Linked DNA regions of Mus musculus: regions 2, 3, 4, 5, 6 and 7 are each linked to region 1. Evidence: chromatin contacts called from public ChIA-PET, HiChIP or PLAC-seq, Micro-C and promoter capture Hi-C data. All regions are on one chromosome and are shown on one strand. The core of a region is the stretch at or near the end of the contact, and the rest is flanking DNA. Distances in the headings are between cores, read along the strand shown. Region 1 holds the start of Gigyf2 (GRB10 interacting GYF protein 2). Region 2 overlaps Sag (S-antigen, retina and pineal gland (arrestin)). Region 3 overlaps Atg16l1 (autophagy related 16-like 1 (S. cerevisiae)). Region 4 holds the start of Atg16l1 (autophagy related 16-like 1 (S. cerevisiae)). Region 5 overlaps Inpp5d (inositol polyphosphate-5-phosphatase D). Region 6 overlaps Inpp5d (inositol polyphosphate-5-phosphatase D). Region 7 overlaps Inpp5d (inositol polyphosphate-5-phosphatase D).

Region 1 (2,626 bases), core at 33-2,532:
TGTTTCCATGATGAATCCAAATCCCATCATGTTGACAGTCAAGATTAATGATCACAGTCAAGATTAATGATCATTCTCTGAATTTAATGCTCTTTTATACAGTCTCTCTTTGAAAGGGAATCAAGACTCAGGAAGGGAGGCAGAGGAGGAAGTTGGTATATATATATATATATATATATATATATGTATGTATGTATGTGTGTGTGTGTGTGTGTATTTTTTTTCCAAGTGTTGAATCCAGGGCTCCCAAACGACTAGGTTGGGAGTCTGCCACTGTGTTCTGAAACTTAAGTTTATGTTGATGGGAAGACCTATGATAAATGCTGGAGGATATTTTGCAGTGATTGTGTGAAACTGAGTGGATCCCAAACACCAAAGGTAGTAGAAAGGCAGGAAAAGACTAATGGTCCCAGAAAGACCCGGGTGACTTGAAATGGTAGATGTACCAGGTTTAGCAAATCAAAGTATATAGTATGTCCAGCTAAACATGAGTTTCAGAAAGACAGCAGATTAATTTCCTGTATTCTGTATTGCCGGGTTTACTATTCGTTATCTCGCAACCCTAAAATGGGAAGGCAGTATATATAAGGGGGTTGTAGGTCCACATGTAGTGGAAGGGTGTAGTAACTTTTTTTTAGTTTTTCGAGACACGGTTTCTCTGTATAGCCCTGGCTGTCCTGGAACTCTGTAGATCAGGCTGACCTTGAACTCAGAAATCGATCTGCCTCTGCCTCCCAAGTGCTGGGATTAAAGGTGTGAGCCACCACTGCCTGGCTAGGTGTAGGAACTTTTAAAACCTTCCCAGCTGTCACATTCCAGTACTCCAGGATGAATTTCCAGTTCTATAAGAAAGGAAACTGCTTTGAATTTCAGCTTTACCATTTGCCCCATGATGGACCAACTGGCAGGAAAATGCTAGACCAAATGCTGTGGAAAAGTTCTAGCTTGGAAAACCAGCTCATAAATGATGTGGAGATTTTTGTACTGCAACCGGGCACTGGATTGGGTGCATCGGACGGTGAGTCATAGGGCCTCTGGCCAGGCTCCAATTAGGGACACCAGTTCAACTCTAGGGCCATAGGAGATGCAGCCAAAGGCCCCACTGTGCGCCTGCGCTACTCAGGCTCCGTCCTCGCCCGGCCCTGCATCCGGGTCTCAGGGAGGGGCGTGTCCGAGGGGAGGGGCAGGCCGTCGAGGAAGGGAACGATGTCGTGGGAAGCTGGAGAGCAGGGAGGGAGTGAGGCGGGGATGTAGGCGGGGCGGGGGGCGGCGCGGCGCGCGGGGTCACGTGACGTGCGTGGCGACGTGTCGGCCATCTTGTGTTGTTGAGGCTGAGGATTGACTTGGGTTCTGAGAGACTCCTGTCCCGGACCGCAGGTAACCAGTGGCTCGGTGTGTGTCTCCCCTGCCCGCGGCCATCCCGCGCCCAGTCCCCGCCATAGCGCCCCGAGCTGCCGTGGCCCGGCGCCCACCGTCGCGTCCCCGCCGCTCCGGCCCGAGCCGGCCGCATGGACACACTCAGGCTGCCCGGCAGCGGCCACGGCCGCTGCCGGCTGGGGGCGTCAGACCTGGGGACAGGGCAGGTGCGAGGTCAGCAGGAGCCTCCTCCCGTGCGAGGGTCCCGGCAGTCCAGGGAGCGTCCCGGCCGAGGGCAGCCCCCTGCTTTCGCCCCCGTGGCATCGCGGGGGAAGCCGAGGAGAGGAGGCGGGAGGCGGGGTGGGCAGTGTCAGGCCGGAGGGTTCGCCTTCCGCTGCCCGCTCCTCGGGGCTGGTCGCCCGCACAGCCTCGGGGTACCCCGGCTAACAGCTGCTGCGAGCCGACAGCTGCTCCTGCCGGCGCTCCTGCCCGCACCTGCCCCAGGGAGGTGCGCCCTTGCCTTCTCCACCGAGCATCTGGACTGGGGAAGACTGCTTCTAGGGCTGGAGGACTGGTCTTGAGCAGGCCCCAGGCAAGGTGGAGTCATGATCTGATCCTGGGACTGAGAGGCTTGGGAAAGTAGAGCCCCGGGCAGCCCCGGGGACCCGAATGTTCATACCGGCTTGAAATGGGCAAGCAGTTTCCCACGAAGCACTCTTGAACACTTTGGTTTTGTAGCTGAAATATAAATCAAGCCAGCAAGTAAGGAAGGGTGTGAAAGGAGCTGATTGTGTGACCGCGTTTGGGAAGCAGTAACGTTGCTTTGCATTTATCTAGTACGGTCTCCCCTCACCTCCAGTTTTCTCGAAAGTCAAAGCACTTAAACACACCTAGTGGTTCTATTAGGAAGGTAAGTATTCCAACATAACTTAAGAAATGAAGGGACTCAATCAGTGATGGCTTCCCACCTAGTCCCATCTACCTTGAATTATAGGTAATTATGTTTCAGAGTGTTGTATACAGGGATTGTAGTCTTCCTTATGTAGTTACTCCTCTTTAGTAACAAATGACTTCCTAAATTACAAAAACTATTATCCTACTTTTTGTACATGAGTTTTCATCCTTTTTTGTGGCTCTGACTGGCAGAATTTTTCCTTTTGGTTAGAACATATACTTTGTCTTCATTTAATGATATTTCCCTAATGTAGCAGCTTTTAGATTGCCTAGACTGGGATATGTACTTCACTGTCACATAAGAAGACACTAGGAA
Region 2 (2,626 bases), core at 89-2,588, 500 kb after region 1:
GGTGTGTGCCGCTATGGCCAGCTGACAGCACACAGGAAAGTTCAGGATCAGGGCATTGGCAGATTCATCTGACAAGCAGCTCATCCAACAAGCTCCTGGAACCTCCTTGTTAAGGCCACGGAATCCACTCATGAGTGTGCTGTCCCCACAACTCCATCACTTCCCAGAAAGCCCTTCTCTTCACAGTGAATGCTCACTTGGGCTACTGGGATGAGCTGGCAAAAATGCCAGCTTCCCAGCCTGGTGCCATGACTTTGATCTCTGGAACTCATGTAGGGGAAGGAGAGAATGACTTTCCCACAAGTTGTCCTCTGACCTCCCAACAAGTCCTTGACATGTTCGTGGCCTCCTCCAGTGATGCAAATTTTAAAAATAATGTCACCCTGGGGTTGTAATTTCAATTTTGAAAGAACAGAAGCAAACTTTCAGAAACAGCTGCAAAATTGATCATGTATCATTGCATACTTGTATTTGAAATTACTTCTCGGGGCTGGAGAGATGGCTCAGTGGTTAAGAGCACTGGCTACTCTTCTAGAGATCCTGAGTTCAAATACCAGCAACCACATGGTGACTCATAACCATTTCTAATGAGACCAGATGCCCTCTTCTGGTATTTCTGAAGACAGCTACAGTGTACTTATTTATAGTAATAAATAAATCTTTGGGCTGGAATGAGTGGGGCCAGAGTGAGCAGAGGTCCTGAATTCAATTCCCAGCAACCACATGATGGCTCACAACCATCTGTACAACTACAGTGTACTCATATACATAAAATAAATAAATAAAATTTAAAAACAATTTACTTCTCAGCAAAGTGTGTTGGTGCATACTTGTAACCTAGCACTTGGGAGCCTGAGGCAGAGTTGTGAGTTCTAGGCCAGCTTGGGTTACACAGGAAAGCCTTTTTCAAAATAAAAAAAAAATATTTCTCAAAATATATTGGAAAATAATACCAATGACCTTGAAACGGTGAAATTTTCTGAAACAAAACATTAGTAGTTTTCTATAAGTTGGGTACTGTGATGGGAACTTGAAATTGTTTCTCTTAATCCTCAAGCTTGATTTTAAGAGATTATGGGTTTGGAGGAGAGAAGGGTGCTTCCTGGAGCCGAATCTCAGAGCCCGGTGTTTTGGTAACGCAGAGTGAGTCACTGGTATACAGAAATGGCCTGCAACCAGACCTTGAAAAATTGCAGCTTGAAGCCGAGGGCTGAGAAAGCCAGAGTCAAATGGTCCTGTGTGTCTCCTTGAAGGCACGAGGGGCTGCCCTGACCACCCCCTCCTGTCTTCCCTTTGCAGTGGAACAGATAGCCAATGTGGTTCTCTACTCAAGTGACTATTACGTCAAGCCTGTAGCCTCGGAGGAAACACAGTAAGTAGCAGGTGTCTTTCCACTTCCTGGGCGGCAGCCCGCTTTGTCAGCTTCCTCTTCTGAAGAGGGAACTTTGCCTTTTCTGAAAAGAAAGCCTTTGCTTTCTTCCCCCTTTCTCCCATCAAGAGCTATGAAGCAAGGCAGGCTAGGCTATGTGTTTATTTTGCCTCTGGGTCCATCTCTTAGGCTGGGAGAACAGTCTTTATAAACAAGGGACCGGAGGAGAGAAATCTAGAGAGTAAGGTCACTATGGGAACAAGAAGGGCTCTGTGTATCCTTGGAATGTGTTGACAGGAATGAGATGCTCGTCCTGCCCCCAGAAGATGACTAAATGAGCTATTAGCCCAGGCTAGGGCTATGATATGTATGTGTGTGTATATATATATATCTATATCTATCTATATATATATATGCGTATATCTATATATGCATATATCTATATATACATATATATATATATATATATATATACACACACACACACACACACACACGTGTGTGTGTGTGTGTCTGCATGCATGTTTCATTCTCTCTGTCTGTCTGTCTGTCTCCCCCCCAGCTTGACTGTCATGGAAGGGGGCCCTCGGGCTAGAATGATAGCCTTTACTGTAGCAGAATTTGCAGGAAGATTACACCAGATGTGTGTGTGTGTGTGTGTGTGTGTGTGTGTGTGTGTGTGTGTGTGTGTGTATCTCTATACCATTTCCTGTTTCTCATTCAAAACTCTGTGTGCTTTTTGGACCAAATGATCCTCGGGAGAATGGACACCATTCTAGGATTTCCCGGGGGTCGGGGGTGGGCAGAGCAGTCTAGAAATGGGGCCATATCATGTTAGCTTTTTCATTGTTTAGGCACAGGCACGTATCTGAGAAAACAAACTGTCACAGAAATATCTGTTTCCATTCACAGTTTCTATTGATCACAGCAGGGTGGGCGTGGCAGAGCAGAACAGCTCAGGAAACAAGGAATGCAGGCATTAGCAGGATACCCCTGCTCCCCCTTTGATGACAGCCAGGTTTCTAGCCTCTGCAATGGTGGCTCTTGTATCCAGGGCAGCCTTCCCTCTGGGCTAATCTTCTCTGGAAATGTTCTCACAGACACATCCTGAGTTGTTTTCTCTCATCTCCAAGGCCCTTCTCAAAACCATCCCATTACGACTAAATCACATTGGTCTCAATGTAGAAGCCACTCAGAAGGCTGCAAGAGCCCAGCACTGTTCCAGACACATCCAGCAACCAGGGCTCTGGTGGGCAG
Region 3 (2,626 bases), core at 78-2,577, 450 kb after region 1:
ATTCAGGATGGGTTTTCTGCTGGAATATCTTAGCTTCAGACCTACTGTTACGTAAACGTGTATTGGCTCCTGGGCTGAGAGGTCTCAGCAGTTTAAAATGCTTGTTCTTGCTGAGTGCCCACATGGTGGCTCACAGCCATCTCTCTATCTCCAGCTATAAGACCCAGTGCCCTCTTCTGACCTCCTACATACATACATGCAGGCTAAACATACATAAGTAAACTTACATTTTTAAAAAATAGAATTTTTATTGCTTTCTTTTAAGTGAAGAGGAGTGGTTTAAACCCGAGCTGTCCACCCATACACCCCCTCCTTGAAGAAATGAAAGTTGTTCTGCTAAACCTTTGCTCTAGAAGGAGAGAACATGAATGTGTGTGTCTCCTGACCTCAATGGAGAAAACTGGTCTTGGTGTATTTTTTCATACCCACAAAGTAAATAAATGGGTTGCTCTTGCGCGTGCTCGATTGGCCAGGAAGAACAACGCTGCAACAGGATCCTTCTGCACACATTTATTGGGAGAGCTTGATTGTAGAGGCGAAAAGACCCCGAGCCCAGAACTGGTGCTGCTTTTATAGGCCTAGGAGAGGCGTGTCTTACACCCGGATTGGTTATGTACTACGCCTCATTTGCATGTTCCTCATCTGATTGGCTACTCTCTCTCAGTACCTCACAGAACCTCATTATCATACCTCATTTGCATGTCTCACATCTGATTGGTTACTCTCTCAGTAGCTTACAGAACCTCATTATCATACCTCATTTGCATGTCTCACATCTGATTGGTTATACTCTCAGTACCTTACAGAACCTCATTATCATGCCCGGGCCAGGCAGTGTCTTTGCAAAAAACTTTACTGCATATGTACACATTGGTTGTTTGTCCAAACTTATGCGTGGTGGCCAGCAGTAGTCAGTGCCACTCTGCAACGGCACATGTGGCTTCCCACAGGTTGCCTAAAAATGAGATTTGGTTACTTTAAAAAGAAAAACAAGAAAAAAAGGTAGTGTCATGTCTTGCCTCTTGTTTGCCAATGTAACCAGGTGACTAGATGAAAAGGATCCAGCATCCTGCCCAGGACTCCACATAGAGAGCTTGTGCTGAAATGCAAATCTGGGAGGGCCTGCTAAAGAGGCTTCCCTAGTCTGTGTGCTCCTCAGGGCTGTGCCAGTGTGGGTTGGAAACATGCACGTTTTGGGCTAGAGGTGATGACTTGGCAGGTCCTGGTATTTTCTGGGGTGTTGAAACCCCATCAGAGCATGACTGTAGACTCAGCTCCTCTTGCCGTCTTTCTCCTTTGACTCTCAAACTCTAGGTCTAGGAAAGCCAGCCAAGTAGGAAACCAGGCACAGCCATGTTCTTTATTCTCTTCTCTACCCCAGCCAAGAGTGTGAGGCAGTTCTGTGTAATCCTAGAGTAAATAAGGGAAAAATCAATTTACTTGGCCTTGGTGTAACAGGTTCTTAAGTATATATGCTCATTATCCAGACAGTCACTGAAAGGAAAAACAAATCTAGCCTTCACATTCCTAAGCCTCCAAACAGGAAGTGGTGGTGATCTCTTAATTTATTAAGCTATTTTGCTCATGAAGATTGCAACACAAGTGATCATTAATATCAAAATAATTGCTTGCCTCCCATACCATCAGGAAAGAATTGACCTACAAGAATATGTAGGGAGAGGAATTCCAGAGGTGCCTGGCATCCGCTGGGATAAAGGAGCATGGGTATCACAGGAAGTGTGCAGACTCTAGCCATCAGAAGCACACACGTTTAGGTTTTGCTTTGGGAAATTCTTTATTCTCATTTGGCACTGTTGGTTTTGAGTAGGTACAACCGTTAGTTTCTCACATCGTGGAGTTCCCTTTTCTTCTTCACCATCACTTTGCAACCAAGTCTCCAGAGAGAATCCATCAATAGAATGTGGTACTGGCCTTTGCACACCTCCTGTTTGGCACAATGACAGATGCTCTTTCATTTCTTTCCAGGGATGATGACATTGAAGTCATTGTGGATGAGACCTCAGACCACACAGAAGAGACCTCTCCCGTCCGAGCTGTCAGCAGAGCAGCTACGTGAGTGGACTGGCTGGGTGGGCGAAAGGCAAGCGCCAGCATCACTGTGACTGCTCATTTGTGGACATGAGAACCTAGTCATATGTACCCAGAGCCCCCACGCCCTGTCCACCCCACAGAGAGGAGAGTGGAAGGGAGACAGGGTACCAGTGGCCTAACATTTCTAACACAAACAGGTACAATGGCCTTCTGAGAGATGAGTGAACCGTTAAACTTTATTATACATAGTGATGAGAGCCTAGGACACAAGGACAGATACTTAGGGTCTTGTTAAAGTAGAGCTGAAAGAATGCATTGGATTTACCATGAGTACCCAGAAGTGTTTAGGTATGTTAGACAGATTCCTTGTCATTTGCAGGAAGATCAGGTTAATCCTGAGAGCCTTTTGTTTCTTTAAGACAGTAGGCTGGGTTTTCCTTCTCCCTCCTTACTATTTCCTGGTGGTTCAAATGCTGTGTTGAGTTTGTCTTGGCTGGGATTTGGGAATGGAAAGTGTATTCCCAGGTACTTATTTTTAGGGGCTGTTTTGATTTGGGGCAAAATGTTTCTAAGG
Region 4 (2,626 bases), core at 86-2,585, 430 kb after region 1:
CCACCAAACTCAGACACTATTGCACACACTAGCAAGATTTTGCTGAAGGGACCTTGGTATAACTGTCTTCCTGGCAAATACAGAAGTGGATGCTCACAGTCATCTATAAGATGGATCACAGGGCCCCCAGTGGAGAAGCTAGAGAGAGCATACAAGGAGCTGAAGGGGTTTGCAACCCTATAGGTGGAACAACAATATGAACTAACCAGTACCCCCAGAGTTTGTATCTCTAGCTGCATATGTAGCAGAAGATGGCCTAGTCGGCCATCACTGGGAAGAGAGGCCCCTTGGTATTGCAAACTTTATTTGCCCCAATTCAGGGGAATGCCAGGGCCAAGAAGTGGGAGTGGGTGGGTATGGGAGCAGGGCGGGGGGAGGGTATAGGGAACTTTCCGGATAGCATTTGAAATGTATATAAAGAAAAATTGTGAATCTCAAAAAAAAAAAAAAAGTGATAATAATACTACCCAAGGCTCCACGGCGAGTGTGTGTGTGTGAGTATGTGTGTGTATGAGTTTACAGTCTGCATTCCTCCAGCCTCAACCTGTGGGCTTTTCTGGAAAACCAGAAGTACCCTAAAAGGTTGAACCAATCTTCCTTGTTTTGAGAGAGAAATGGGTGGCCTTACTCCATGAATTATGCTACTCACCTCCTTTTCATTAAGAAAAAAAAATAAATCCCCAACAAAGATATCTTTTAAAAAAAAATCCACTCCTCTCTTTGGCGTGTTTACTTTGCTAAATTTCTCTTTAAACTGTGTCTCTCAATTGATTCATATCCTTTGAGAGCGTAGTAACCAAAAGACCAAAAAGATGGTTTGAGTCTAGGTGTTTGAGATCAGCCTTGAAGGCACACACAGGCATGAGCTAAAATTCAGTTTGCGTAGGTCTTGGAGGGACGCAGTTGTCTATGTGAAGACAGTTTTGCCATGCAGCAGAGAGAAATTACATTTCACGGCTTTTCACCTTCCGGTTAAATACCATTACTACCCCCATTTTACAGGTTAGGCACCTAATACTTAGGGAGGTTGTCACTCAACGACAATCATTCACTATACACAGGGGAGCTCCCACTTCTGAGCTGAAATTAAAAAAAAAAAAAAAAAAAAAAAAAAAAAGATGCACACACAATGTAAAAGGAGGAAGGAAACAGACACCCCCGGACAAAACCACCCCATTTCCTGTCTTCTTCCGCGAAGCCAGGGTGCCTCCCAGCGGCTGCCTCTCATCACCGACGCTTCCGGCTTCAAGGTTGCGTCATTTGAGAGCGTCCCGCGAAGTCTCGGCCGGGAGCTTGCGCGCGGCCTAGGACGTCGGGCTACGAGGCGGGCCTTCCGGCCTTCTCCAGAATAATTTCCGGCAGAGACCGGAAAATCTTCCCGGATCGCCTCCGGGTGCCCTGTGTGGGAAGGTGAGGTTCCGGCGGCCGGCTTCTGTTCGCTGGCGGCTGGCAGCACGCTGCAGCCTGCAGCCCCCCAGTGTCGGCACGGATCGGCCGCCCTGAGGCGCCGGGGCAGCGTTCGGCATGTCGTCGGGCCTGCGCGCCGCAGACTTTCCCCGCTGGAAGCGTCACATCGCGGAGGAACTGAGGCGCCGGGACCGACTGCAGAGGCAGGCGTTCGAGGAGATCATTCTGCAGTGTGAGCGGCACGCGCGGGCCCGGGGCGGGGAGTGGAACGCGCCGTGGCAGCGAGAACCCCGGCTCCGCCCGCGCGCATGGCGGCCTCGTCGGGGACCTGGCGTCCCGCACGTCTCGAGCCCTTTCGTTGCTTACCTTCCTTCTTTGGCTTAAACCTTAGGCGCGATCATGGAGGGTTCCCCTTTTCCAGGTTCTTTCCACAGACATCGTTTGCAGTTGTAAATCTCGATAACCCAGGCGGCGCCGATGCACTTAGGTAGTCAGGCTCCAAAAACGTCGTGTTTAAGGAATCGAGTTCAAGACAGAGATTGACTTTACGCATTAACTCGAGAGATGGACGTTCTCTTCGGAATGCTGTGGAACTAGTGGTTTTTGACTTCTCAGGCCTCTCCATATTGTTGGTACACATTTGAGTTTTAGGATTTGTCCACTGGGTCATTTGCTATTATTGAAAGCCTTAAGTGAGAAAAAAAGAGTGGTCTCTTCGCCGCTCTTTGCGAATTTTAAGGATCGAAAGTATCTTGTATTCTTAAGGCGGGTTCTCAACGATCATTTTCGTGCCTCGTGTTCCCAATTTAGCCAATCTGTTTCACATTTGAACGAATGCGTTGACACTCCTCGATCCTGAGGTTCCATCTGCTTCCTGAGATAGCCTGGGCATAGTCTTCCTAAGTTTTTGCGGGTAGTGGGATTTGAAATCGTAGTACTGCTATTTGCATTCTGATGGGGATAAATCAGTAGTTATTTACACGTTAGAATCATCTGGGGATGTACTTGACAATCAAAAACACTCCAGACTAATTAAGTCAGTATAAATGACAGAAGATAAAATAGTCCCATACTTTTTTTATGCTTCCTGAGTGGTTCGATTTGCACACACGTTTGAGCATTTTAAGTAATTGGCATGTATTGTTTCATGTTAAATTTTTATGAAGCACCAAGGCCAACGATGATGAAGTTGCAGTATGGGTTAATGTTGGGGCTGAGG
Region 5 (2,626 bases), core at 81-2,580, 390 kb after region 1:
AGCCCACCCCACCCCTACCCTGCAACATTTCTGATGTACTGAGGAAGAGTCTCCACCATAGTCCCCAAGGGCTGAGTTCTCCAGCCTGCTATCAGGGAAGGTGAGCATTGGTCCCAGGCTCTCAAAATAGTGCAGCCTCTTCTTCCCAAGCTCTGGGGTGCACCCTGTGTCCTTGGTTACCAGGAGACTAGGGTTGTGATATCTTTTCTTGTCTTGCTTTTTGATATATCAGGATTAATGTAGGAAACCAGACCTAGATTATTCAGGAGAGTAGGTATATCCCCTGTGTTTCCCAGTCTGAGTGACCAATAAAATTGTGCCTTTCTAACTGGGCCTCCTGACTGTGTGGTATCTTCCTGATACCCGGGGCTACAATTCTTCCCTGTGCTATAACTACTGCAGAGACACTTTGGGGCAGGGAGATGAAGCTGAGAGTTCCTTATGGCCAGAAAAATGGTATCCTCACCATGAAGTCAGTCTGAAGATGGACACGGACAAGCGTGATATCACCCCTTTCACGCATATGTCTGTGTGGGACTCCAAATGTCCTATAGCCTCCCAACTTTCACAAGTGTCCTCTGATATTGCCTGACCAACAGTTCTGATTATTCTAGAGACAATAGACTCATACAAACCATCCCCGGGACGTGGGTTCAAAGGTTAGGGAATAGCCTCCAGCCAGAGAACCAACATAGTTACAGCTTGGCATCACCTGCAAAGTGCCATGGCCCACGTCACCATTCCTTCCACCTTAAGATATTCAGCATCTCTTGCTCAAAGACCTCAGGCCTAGGCTCTAAGCAGACTTCCAGGGAGCAGCATCTTTGAGAGTTACTGAGCAAACCATTCACTACCTGCTATGATAGTCCTTGTGGACTGGCAGACTCCAGGCTGAGAATATTCCAGAACAGCTCCTCTCCTCTACTTAGGTGAATGTCTCTCCTGCAGATTCACTACTTGGTCCCCATAAAGAACTTCACCCCCAACTCCAGGCCCCGCATTCTGACACAGTAAACCAAGGTAGAGACACAACAGGAGATTCCTTGATATTCTAGAGGAAAGGCAAGGGAAGTGTAAACGTTCCACTCTGCTGTTCCTCAGCCCACTTGTCCTGGTAACCCACCCTGGGTCATACTCCCTGCGACCCCAGAGCTGAGGACCAAGACCCTATTGCCTTTGTGGCATGTGATCCCCGTTTTCACAGTGGGCTGGCTTGCTGTGTGAGGTGCCAGCAGCTGCCCATCCATGGAACGGCAAATAGCTCCTCCAGGAAGATATCCAGGTCTGTTTCTGCAAGTTAAAGCAAGGCGGGGCATATGCATGCTTCCTGTCCCTTCACTCTGAGCTCTCCTCGCCTCAGCAGAATCTAGCTCCGTTTTCGGCTGTCTTAAGTAAGAGCCTAGCTTTGCGCGTGGATGGTCAGCTGGGGCCCCCTGATGCCCAAAACTGGAAACACCACAACTGAAGTTTCATCATTGTCCCCCTAGGCTCTCAGTCATGCACACTCATGTGGCCATTTCTCTTGACTCTGGACACCATCTCCCGGGACCCATCCCAGTTAGCTGTCTCTTTTTCCAGCCATTCCATCCTATTCCTACCCTCTAACATGCAGTTCTCCCTTCTACGGCAGAAATGGAGAGCCAGATACTGCCCCCCCACCCCCGACCCAGCACTTCAGTTTTCTTCACTGAGCTCCATAACCAAGAAGGCAGGGCAGTTAACAAGCTTTGCTCAAGCTGCCCCACCCCTAAGATAATGCTTCACCCTAAAATTATACATTGACAGTCACTTTTTCTTTCCAGATGTAAATTTGCCCTTCTCTTCGTGGCTATACAAAGCCAGCCAAAGCCCAGATTTCCTGTTACCATAATATGGCGTCTGGAATGACTATATCTGCATCTAATCTCTATTCCACTGGTCCAGACGGTGGCTGCTGCCCTGCCAGGCCACCTGTGGAACTAGACGGGCAGCCACTGTACTCTTCCTCTGTCCAGCATTTCTGATACTTTACTGTGGCTTTCAAACCACCAATAGGAGGGAGCCAAGTGAGTCACTGAGCAAAGCTCTCTCCTGCAGAAACCTTCCCTAACCCCAGCCTACCAGGTCTGTCTTTACTTGTCCTTAAAATAGCTCCTCTCTTGCTGCAAACTAATTTCCATGGAGACCCAGCTATGGAAAAACCTAGAAGCTTTCTATGAGGCAGTTAGCTCACTCTTAGCCTTCACTCCAACAGAGAGACCTTTTATGATGCAAATATCTGGTCTCACCCCCACATTTACCTACCCCCCCCTCCCAGGTCCCATTCTGGGAAAACTGCTTGGCTTCACACAGGAACTCACACAGGCACATGAAGTCCAGGTACTAACAATATATGTCTGCTGATTCTCTGGTTGGTGGTGGCTCCAGAGCTGATCGTTTCTGTCAGCTCACAGATGACCCACCCATTGGTACAGCTTTCTGGTGACCTCAGATTTGATATGCATAGTTGACGTTCTCCATCATCCATTCAAACATGGTTGTGCTGGGCCTGAGGAGACCACGTGGCAGGATATGGCTGTGGATGAGGGTCAGACAGAAAGGATTTAAATACCTTATTTTGTGTTTCCTGACAATAGAGTCTTAAGCA
Region 6 (2,626 bases), core at 86-2,585, 360 kb after region 1:
TTAACCACTGAGCCACCTCTCCAGCCCCAAAATAGAGTTTTTAATTTAAAATATTTTTGAATTAATAGGAAGAGGGAAGAAAAAAAAAAAAGAGTTCTGTACAAGGGTTAAAGGCAGGGCATCAGGAATTCAAGCCAGCCGTGGCTACATACAACCATGTTTCAAAAATCCAAAAAGAAATAAACAGATTTTCAAAGTAAAAATTTTAAAGGACTGGAGATACATCTCTGTTGTCCAGTGCTTATCAATCATATGCGGGCCCCTTGTACTGCCGAAATAAAATAAAAACAACCAGAAATTAAAAACTTGAGGGAAGGAAGCTCTTAGAAGGTGGGTTTGGTTTGGGTTTTTGAGCCAGAGTCTAATGCTACCTCGGTTGCCTGGCAGCTTTCCCACAAGAGTCATATGGAGGTACTCAATGCCCCCACCTCTGTCAGTCATGACAAGTCTACCAGGGACTTTGAGGAGGGTGCTCAAAGTGGTTATTTGTTTGTTTAGCTAATTAGTTTTGTAATCACAGTAATCAAACCCAAGGACCTATGCATGTCAGGCAAGTGGTAGCCAAGGAACTCACTCCTCATCCTCCTGCCTCTACCTCCCAAGTGCTGGTTATGGCGTCTGCCAGTAGGCCTAGCTCCAGGGAAGGGCTTCTCAAAACAAAACAAAAACACTCCAATAGCAAAAAATGACAAATGGGATTTTATAAAATTAAAAAACTCTGACCAGCAAGGGAAACAGTTAGCAGAGTGAAGAGACAGAATGGGAGAAAGTCTTTGCCAGTCACACACTGACAGGGGATCAATGCCAGTGATGGCGGCACACCCGCGTTTATCAGAGCGACATTTGTTATAGCCAAGTTATGGAACTGACCTTGGTGCCCAACATTGAAGGAAGAAAATGTTCCTGAACATCATGGGAGGAGTATTACTCAGCCATAAAGAACAACACGATACTATTTACCAAAAATGGATGGGACTGGGGGGTGAGGGGGTACAATTAGGGAAGAAAGGGACCAGGACAGAAACAAAGAGTAACTGTGGAATGATCAAAGAGTGAATGAAGAGGTTACAATGAATAGATATGTTAATATATGCTCATTTAAAAGTCAAACATGTTTTAGAAAATAATTCTTGGAAAGCTACTAGAGATGTTACCAGAATGAAGGTGTAAACAAAGAGAGAGGGAGACAGAATGAGAGAGAGAAGGGTCCAAGGAGAGGGACAAAGGAGTAGATGCCAGGGTGCTGAAGGAGGAAGGTTTCCAACAGGCCTCAAAGTCAGCAGACCTAGAGGCTGTGGGAAAGCACTTACTCATAGGACAGACAGCAAAGTGCTTAGTCATGTGGGGAATGAGAGGGGAGTCTGAATGGAGGAAAGCACATAGCAGGGGGTTAGGAGGGTAGCTTAGCATGCAGTGTGACCCTCCGTACCACCAAAAAAGAAAAGAACATGGTCATTGTACAGTTATAAACCCAGGAAAGGCCAATATAATATGCCTTTTCTCATACTGCCCATACTCACCCCATACTCCTCCCTCTAACTCCTCTCAGACCCACCCTCACCCCCTCCCTCCTCCCAACTTCCTGTCATCTCACTGAGTCCCTGTGATGGTTTGTATATGCTTGGGCCAGGGAGTGGCACTATTAGGAGGTGTGGCTTTGTTGGAGTCTGTACCCTGTACCATCACAGTGGGTGTGGGCTTTAATACCCTACTCTTAGCTGCCTGGAAGTGAGTATTCTGCTAGCAGCCTTCAGATGAAGATGTAAAACTCACTCCTTCTGCACCATGCCTGCCTGGCTGCTGCCATGTTCCTGCCTTGGGTGATAATAGACGTAACCTCTGAACCTGAAAGCTAGCCCCAGTTAAATGTTGTCCTTATAAGAGTTGCCTTGGTCATGGTGTCTGCTCATAGCAGTAAAACCCTAACTAAGACAGAAATTGGTATGTGCTCCTGGGTATGAGACCATCCCCTGGGACCTGGCACTACCTGGAGCTACATCCTTAAGAAACTTGACTTTCTCTCCCCAGCAGTCATCTGCCAATAGTTCCTCAGCTAGGGGAGGGGCTCATGGGCCCAACTCAGGGAAACGTTTTTAAGTTACATAGGAAAAAGAACAACCAGGACTGGTCTGTCAGGAGCCTTGTCGTGGTCACAGTGACATAAGCATTGAGTGTTTATGTAGCTAAAATACAACAATAAACCAGGTGGTCATGCATGCCTTTTATTTATGTTTCTATTTTTTAAGAAACATGAGATAAAGTTAAAAGAGTTCATTGAAAAACTTGAAATTAGGGCTGGAGAGATGGCACAACAGTTAAGAGCACTGACTGCTCTTCCAGAGGTCCTGAGTTCAATTCCCAACAACCACATGGTGGCTCACAACCATCCATAATGAGGTCTGACACCCTCTTCTGGTGTGTCTGACAGCTACAGTGTATTCATATACATAAAATAAATATATCTTTTAAAAAAAAAACCTTGAAATTAGTTGCCTTCAGGGGGCAGGACATTGGAGGGAGCAGAGTGGAAAGATACTATTGCCAACAACAACAAATCTTAAAGAATAATTTGATTCATTTTTAATTTTATCCTTATTATTTTTAATTATGTATGAGTGTATGCCTG
Region 7 (2,626 bases), core at 71-2,570, 310 kb after region 1:
CCCTGAGTTCAAATCCCAGCAACCACATGGTGGCTCACAACCATCTGTAACGAAATCTGATGCCCTCTTCTGGAGTGTCTGAAGACAGCTACAGTGCACTTACATATAATAAATAAATAAATATTTAAAAAAAAAAAAAAAAAAAGAAGGGAGACAGCCACATGTTCTTCAGTCTGCAAGGTGAAAAAAGAATGGGAAGAAAATGGGAGGGAAAGAGATGCTGAGAACAGTATAAAGGGGGGGGACTGAAAGACATAAAAGAAAAGGAATAATGAGATGAGGGAAAGATAATGAAGGAAGGAACAGTCAAGAAAGAGGAAGGCTGTGGACGTGATGGGTACGGTTTCTACAAAGGAAAAGAGGTGGGTGCATGCAGGGCGAGAAGCTGCAAAGGTGATGGAGGATGAAGATGGAAGTGTGCTGTGGGCTGTGGAAGGTGTCTGTGGAGGATGTCTATCCCTGGCTCTGCTCCGGGCACTGAAGCAAGGATCCACAGACACTGTGAGACAGGTTTAACGCAGATTCTCAGACCCAGAGAGTGTTCTGATTTAAAGTCCATGCGGACATCCTCTGGGTACTGTGTGAGGCCAGAGGCAGGCAGGCAGGATGCTTACTTAGCCCATCGGGCCCCGGGTTCCCATGCCTAGAGGCGGTGTTCGTGTGAATCCTGGGTCCTTCCTGAATCTACAAAGGAAGTGACTCTCCCCTCAGGGAAGTGACATCCATCTTGGGCCGCTGACTTCAGAGTGAGCTGTTCACCCAGTTGTTGCCTTTTGGAGTAGCTTTGCTCCCTGGGAAGCCAGGGAGGGTCTGAGGCAGGACAAGAAGTCTTAACAGACAACTGTGTTGTGTCTGAGGAGGCTGAAGAGCTCTGAGCAGCCTTTAGACATGATACCTCTAGCCAGGTCCACCACTGAAGCGAATAGGGGCCTCTGGGCTTCTCTTGCTGCCTGACACTTCCTATGAAGAAGAAAAAAGCCCAGCTCATGATTCTGTCGCATAAATATCTCTGTGAACTTCCTGTCTCTGCTGAGCCGGCAGTGTTGGGGATAAGGACTGTGAAAACTGGGGTACTGTGGGTTTTCATGCACGTTCAGAAGAAGAGAGGCTTTGAGATGGTCTTTCCCACAGACGCCAAGGTTACTCTTCCAGACAGAAGGAAACCCCACTAGCCAGAGCCTGTCGTGATCTGTGTAGATCAGACGCGTGACTCAAGTTCCTGGTCCCTGGTGATGTCTGTCACATTGCTCTGGGCAGTTCGGCATCTGGAGAAGGAACAAAACCACGTTTTCAGAGCTGGCCGGTCACAAGCGTCGGGGAGGGCGAACGGTTGAGCCGTTGTTATGAAGTTCAGGAAGCGGGTGGCAGCTGTTATTGTTCTAAGTGGTCACCAAGTGAAATAAAGATTCCGTCTGAGCCTCTGGGCAAAGGATGTGGCTCAAACACACATTTCCTGAGGTTGTACAAGGAAGAATGCAGAACAGGCTCAGAAGCTAGCATGGCCAATGTGAAGACAGGGAGACCCCTTTGTGTCCTGGCAACCATATTCTGGGGCCCTGTGTTTTAACTTTGCTTTATTTTATTTTATTTTATCTGCTGTAGATATAGGTCTATTTTCTAAGCCTCTGACTATCTCAGGACATCTTGCAGCTGGGTTCATATTTAAAAGGGAAATTCTTGGGGCCAAGTTTCCCTTCAGCATCCCCCAGAGGTGTCGTTCCATAGCCTTTGAAAATGTAGTATGAATAAGTCCCAAGCACCAACCCAAGGCCAGCTCGTGCCAGTTGTAGTAGAGAGACAGGTATTACCTTTTGCTCGCTGCATCCTTTCCTTCTGTGGATCCTGCTGAGATTGATCAATTTGCAACACAGGTCTTTCAAGACTCAAAGGTTTTTCTTGTTTGACTTTTTTTTTTTTTTTAAGCCAGTTTATCTGTTTTATTTTTCTCAGATTCTACTGAGAAAGCCCAGTCCTGCCCTCATTTGCCAGCCTTCTGGAACACTCTTACTCCCAGAAACAAACAAGCAAACAAACAAGCACCCCTCACCTGCCCCTTCTCCTGTGCGCCTGGAGGGAGAGCTAATTGATTCTCAGGTGTCTGGGGGTAGGGGTGTTTACGCTCTGCCATCTCTGCCTCTAAATGGCTTATCCTTTTCTCCCCATCTCTGTGCACCCAAGCCGTCTTGTTGCTAATTCTCCATATCCCAGAATGTTATGGTCTGCTTTGTTTGTGTTTTCTTCTCCTGCATAGCACAGAGCTGACACTAACTGTTGATAGGCTAAGCCCAGGGAACAGTACTCAATTGCAGAGGGGAAGGACTCCGTAGGGGCGTCTTATCAAAAAGTCTTTCTTAGAAACAGACACAAGACAAAATGGCTCCCTCCCTCCCAACTAGAATATGATCATTGGAATTGCTGCTGCTGTTTCACAACCGTGAGAAAAGGTGACTGGAGAATGGGACCATGCAGACAGCAGAGCAGAAAGATAAAATGAAGCCAGGTCTTGAATGGTGCTATTGGATTAGCTGCATCGAATTAACAAGTCTAGGAGCTGGCCTGCCCATGGGCTTCCTGTTAGTGAGATGACTCTTTTGTGTTCAAGTACATATAGGATTCTGAAACACGT

Evidence for each region. Promoter capture Hi-C pulls out the DNA fragments that hold promoters and counts their contacts. A called contact is a pair of places that touch in the nucleus more often than the background predicts. ChIA-PET counts read pairs in DNA pulled down with a chosen protein or histone mark. HiChIP or PLAC-seq counts read pairs in DNA pulled down with a chosen protein or histone mark.
Region 2: an RNA polymerase II ChIA-PET map of memory CD8 T cells shows a contact between it and region 1, with 12 read pairs. The contact joins the enhancer-like site here to the promoter of Gigyf2 in region 1. A contact is called at or near these places in 2 of 39 promoter capture datasets (cranial neural crest and pre-B cells), 2 of 115 datasets of contacts at active chromatin or transcription factors (astrocytes and memory CD8 T cells) and 1 of 9 other capture datasets (pancreatic islet).
Region 3: a Micro-C map of embryonic stem cells shows a contact between it and region 1, with 2.6 times the contacts expected there. The contact joins the enhancer-like site here to the promoter of Gigyf2 in region 1. A contact is called at or near these places in 2 of 39 promoter capture datasets (cranial neural crest and frontonasal cranial neural crest), 3 of 484 Hi-C or Micro-C datasets (CD4 T cells and embryonic stem cells), 2 of 115 datasets of contacts at active chromatin or transcription factors (embryonic stem cells and extraembryonic endoderm stem cells) and 2 of 9 other capture datasets (embryonic stem cells and liver).
Region 4: a promoter capture Hi-C map of embryonic stem cells shows a contact between it and region 1, with 6 times the contacts expected there. The contact joins the promoter of Atg16l1 here to the promoter of Gigyf2 in region 1. A contact is called at or near these places in 14 of 39 promoter capture datasets (the 3T3-L1 cell line, 3T3-L1-derived adipocytes, the C10 cell line and 11 more), 1 of 15 datasets of contacts at CTCF or cohesin (the NIH/3T3 cell line), 5 of 484 Hi-C or Micro-C datasets (CD4 T cells, embryonic stem cells and muscle stem cells), 23 of 115 datasets of contacts at active chromatin or transcription factors (the 230-238 cell line, the NIH/3T3 cell line, the SCID.adh cell line and 15 more) and 3 of 9 other capture datasets (embryonic stem cells, liver and pancreatic islet).
Region 5: a contact with region 1 is called in a promoter capture Hi-C map of hippocampal neurons, with 2.3 times the contacts expected there. The contact joins the enhancer-like site here to the promoter of Gigyf2 in region 1. A contact is called at or near these places in 7 of 39 promoter capture datasets (the 3T3-L1 cell line, the C10 cell line, hippocampal neurons and 3 more) and 2 of 9 other capture datasets (embryonic stem cells and liver).
Region 6: an H3K27ac HiChIP or PLAC-seq map of embryonic stem cells shows a contact between it and region 1, with 5 times the contacts expected there. The contact joins the enhancer-like site here to the promoter of Gigyf2 in region 1. A contact is called at or near these places in 2 of 39 promoter capture datasets (embryonic stem cells and second pharyngeal arch cranial neural crest), 3 of 115 datasets of contacts at active chromatin or transcription factors (embryonic stem cells and large pre-B cells) and 1 of 9 other capture datasets (embryonic stem cells).
Region 7: a contact with region 1 is called in an RNA polymerase II ChIA-PET map of memory CD8 T cells, with 15 read pairs. The contact joins the enhancer-like site here to the promoter of Gigyf2 in region 1. A contact is called at or near these places in 2 of 39 promoter capture datasets (embryonic stem cells and hippocampal neurons) and 8 of 115 datasets of contacts at active chromatin or transcription factors (the 230-238 cell line, acute myeloid leukemia, effector CD8 T cells and 4 more).

The regions. Positions count from the first base shown.
Region 1 is chr1:87,325,716-87,328,341 of GRCm38.p6, forward strand. Gigyf2 (GRB10 interacting GYF protein 2) reads left to right here and starts at 1,283. Exons shown (of 29, transcript NM_146112.4): 1 at 1,283-1,377.
Region 2 is chr1:87,827,098-87,829,723 of GRCm38.p6, forward strand. It overlaps Sag (S-antigen, retina and pineal gland (arrestin)), which reads left to right. Exons shown (of 16, transcript NM_009118.2): 10 at 1,300-1,372. Among named protein-coding and RNA genes, the nearest start is that of Sag, 25 kb to the left of the region's middle. Within about 2 kb of position 1,339, at least 155 of the 459 cell types and tissues checked have an H3K27ac peak or open chromatin away from gene starts, as enhancers often do. A contact at or near this core is called in memory CD8 T cells and pre-B cells, where this site is marked.
Region 3 is chr1:87,772,159-87,774,784 of GRCm38.p6, forward strand. It overlaps Atg16l1 (autophagy related 16-like 1 (S. cerevisiae)), which reads left to right. Exons shown (of 18, transcript NM_029846.4): 7 at 1,987-2,073. Among named protein-coding and RNA genes, the nearest start is that of Atg16l1, 17 kb to the left of the region's middle. Within about 2 kb of position 1,328, at least 19 of the 459 cell types and tissues checked have an H3K27ac peak or open chromatin away from gene starts, as enhancers often do. A contact at or near this core is called in embryonic stem cells and liver, where this site is marked.
Region 4 is chr1:87,754,676-87,757,301 of GRCm38.p6, forward strand. It overlaps Atg16l1 (autophagy related 16-like 1 (S. cerevisiae)), which reads left to right and starts at 1,336. Exons shown (of 18, transcript NM_029846.4): 1 at 1,336-1,639. The coding sequence starts at 1,525. It overlaps Gm33517 (predicted gene, 33517), which reads right to left and starts at 1,071. Exons shown (of 4, transcript NR_157047.1): 1 at 650-1,071.
Region 5 is chr1:87,720,176-87,722,801 of GRCm38.p6, forward strand. It overlaps Inpp5d (inositol polyphosphate-5-phosphatase D), which reads left to right. Exons shown (of 27, transcript NM_010566.3): 27 at 1-335. It overlaps Gm33470 (a long non-coding RNA gene), which reads right to left. Exons shown (of 4, transcript XR_878350.2): 2 at 2,101-2,554. Among named protein-coding and RNA genes, the nearest start is that of Gm33470, 3.4 kb to the right of the region's middle. Within about 2 kb of position 1,331, at least 20 of the 459 cell types and tissues checked have an H3K27ac peak or open chromatin away from gene starts, as enhancers often do. A contact at or near this core is called in hippocampal neurons, where this site is marked.
Region 6 is chr1:87,688,531-87,691,156 of GRCm38.p6, forward strand. The region is part of intron 9 of Inpp5d (inositol polyphosphate-5-phosphatase D); the gene reads left to right. Among named protein-coding and RNA genes, the nearest start is that of Gm33470, 35 kb to the right of the region's middle. Within about 2 kb of position 1,336, at least 23 of the 459 cell types and tissues checked have an H3K27ac peak or open chromatin away from gene starts, as enhancers often do. A contact at or near this core is called in embryonic stem cells, where this site is marked.
Region 7 is chr1:87,639,256-87,641,881 of GRCm38.p6, forward strand. All of the region lies in intron 2 of Inpp5d (inositol polyphosphate-5-phosphatase D), which reads left to right. Among named protein-coding and RNA genes, the nearest start is that of Inpp5d, 20 kb to the left of the region's middle. Within about 2 kb of position 1,321, at least 118 of the 459 cell types and tissues checked have an H3K27ac peak or open chromatin away from gene starts, as enhancers often do. A contact at or near this core is called in the 230-238 cell line, acute myeloid leukemia and memory CD8 T cells, where this site is marked.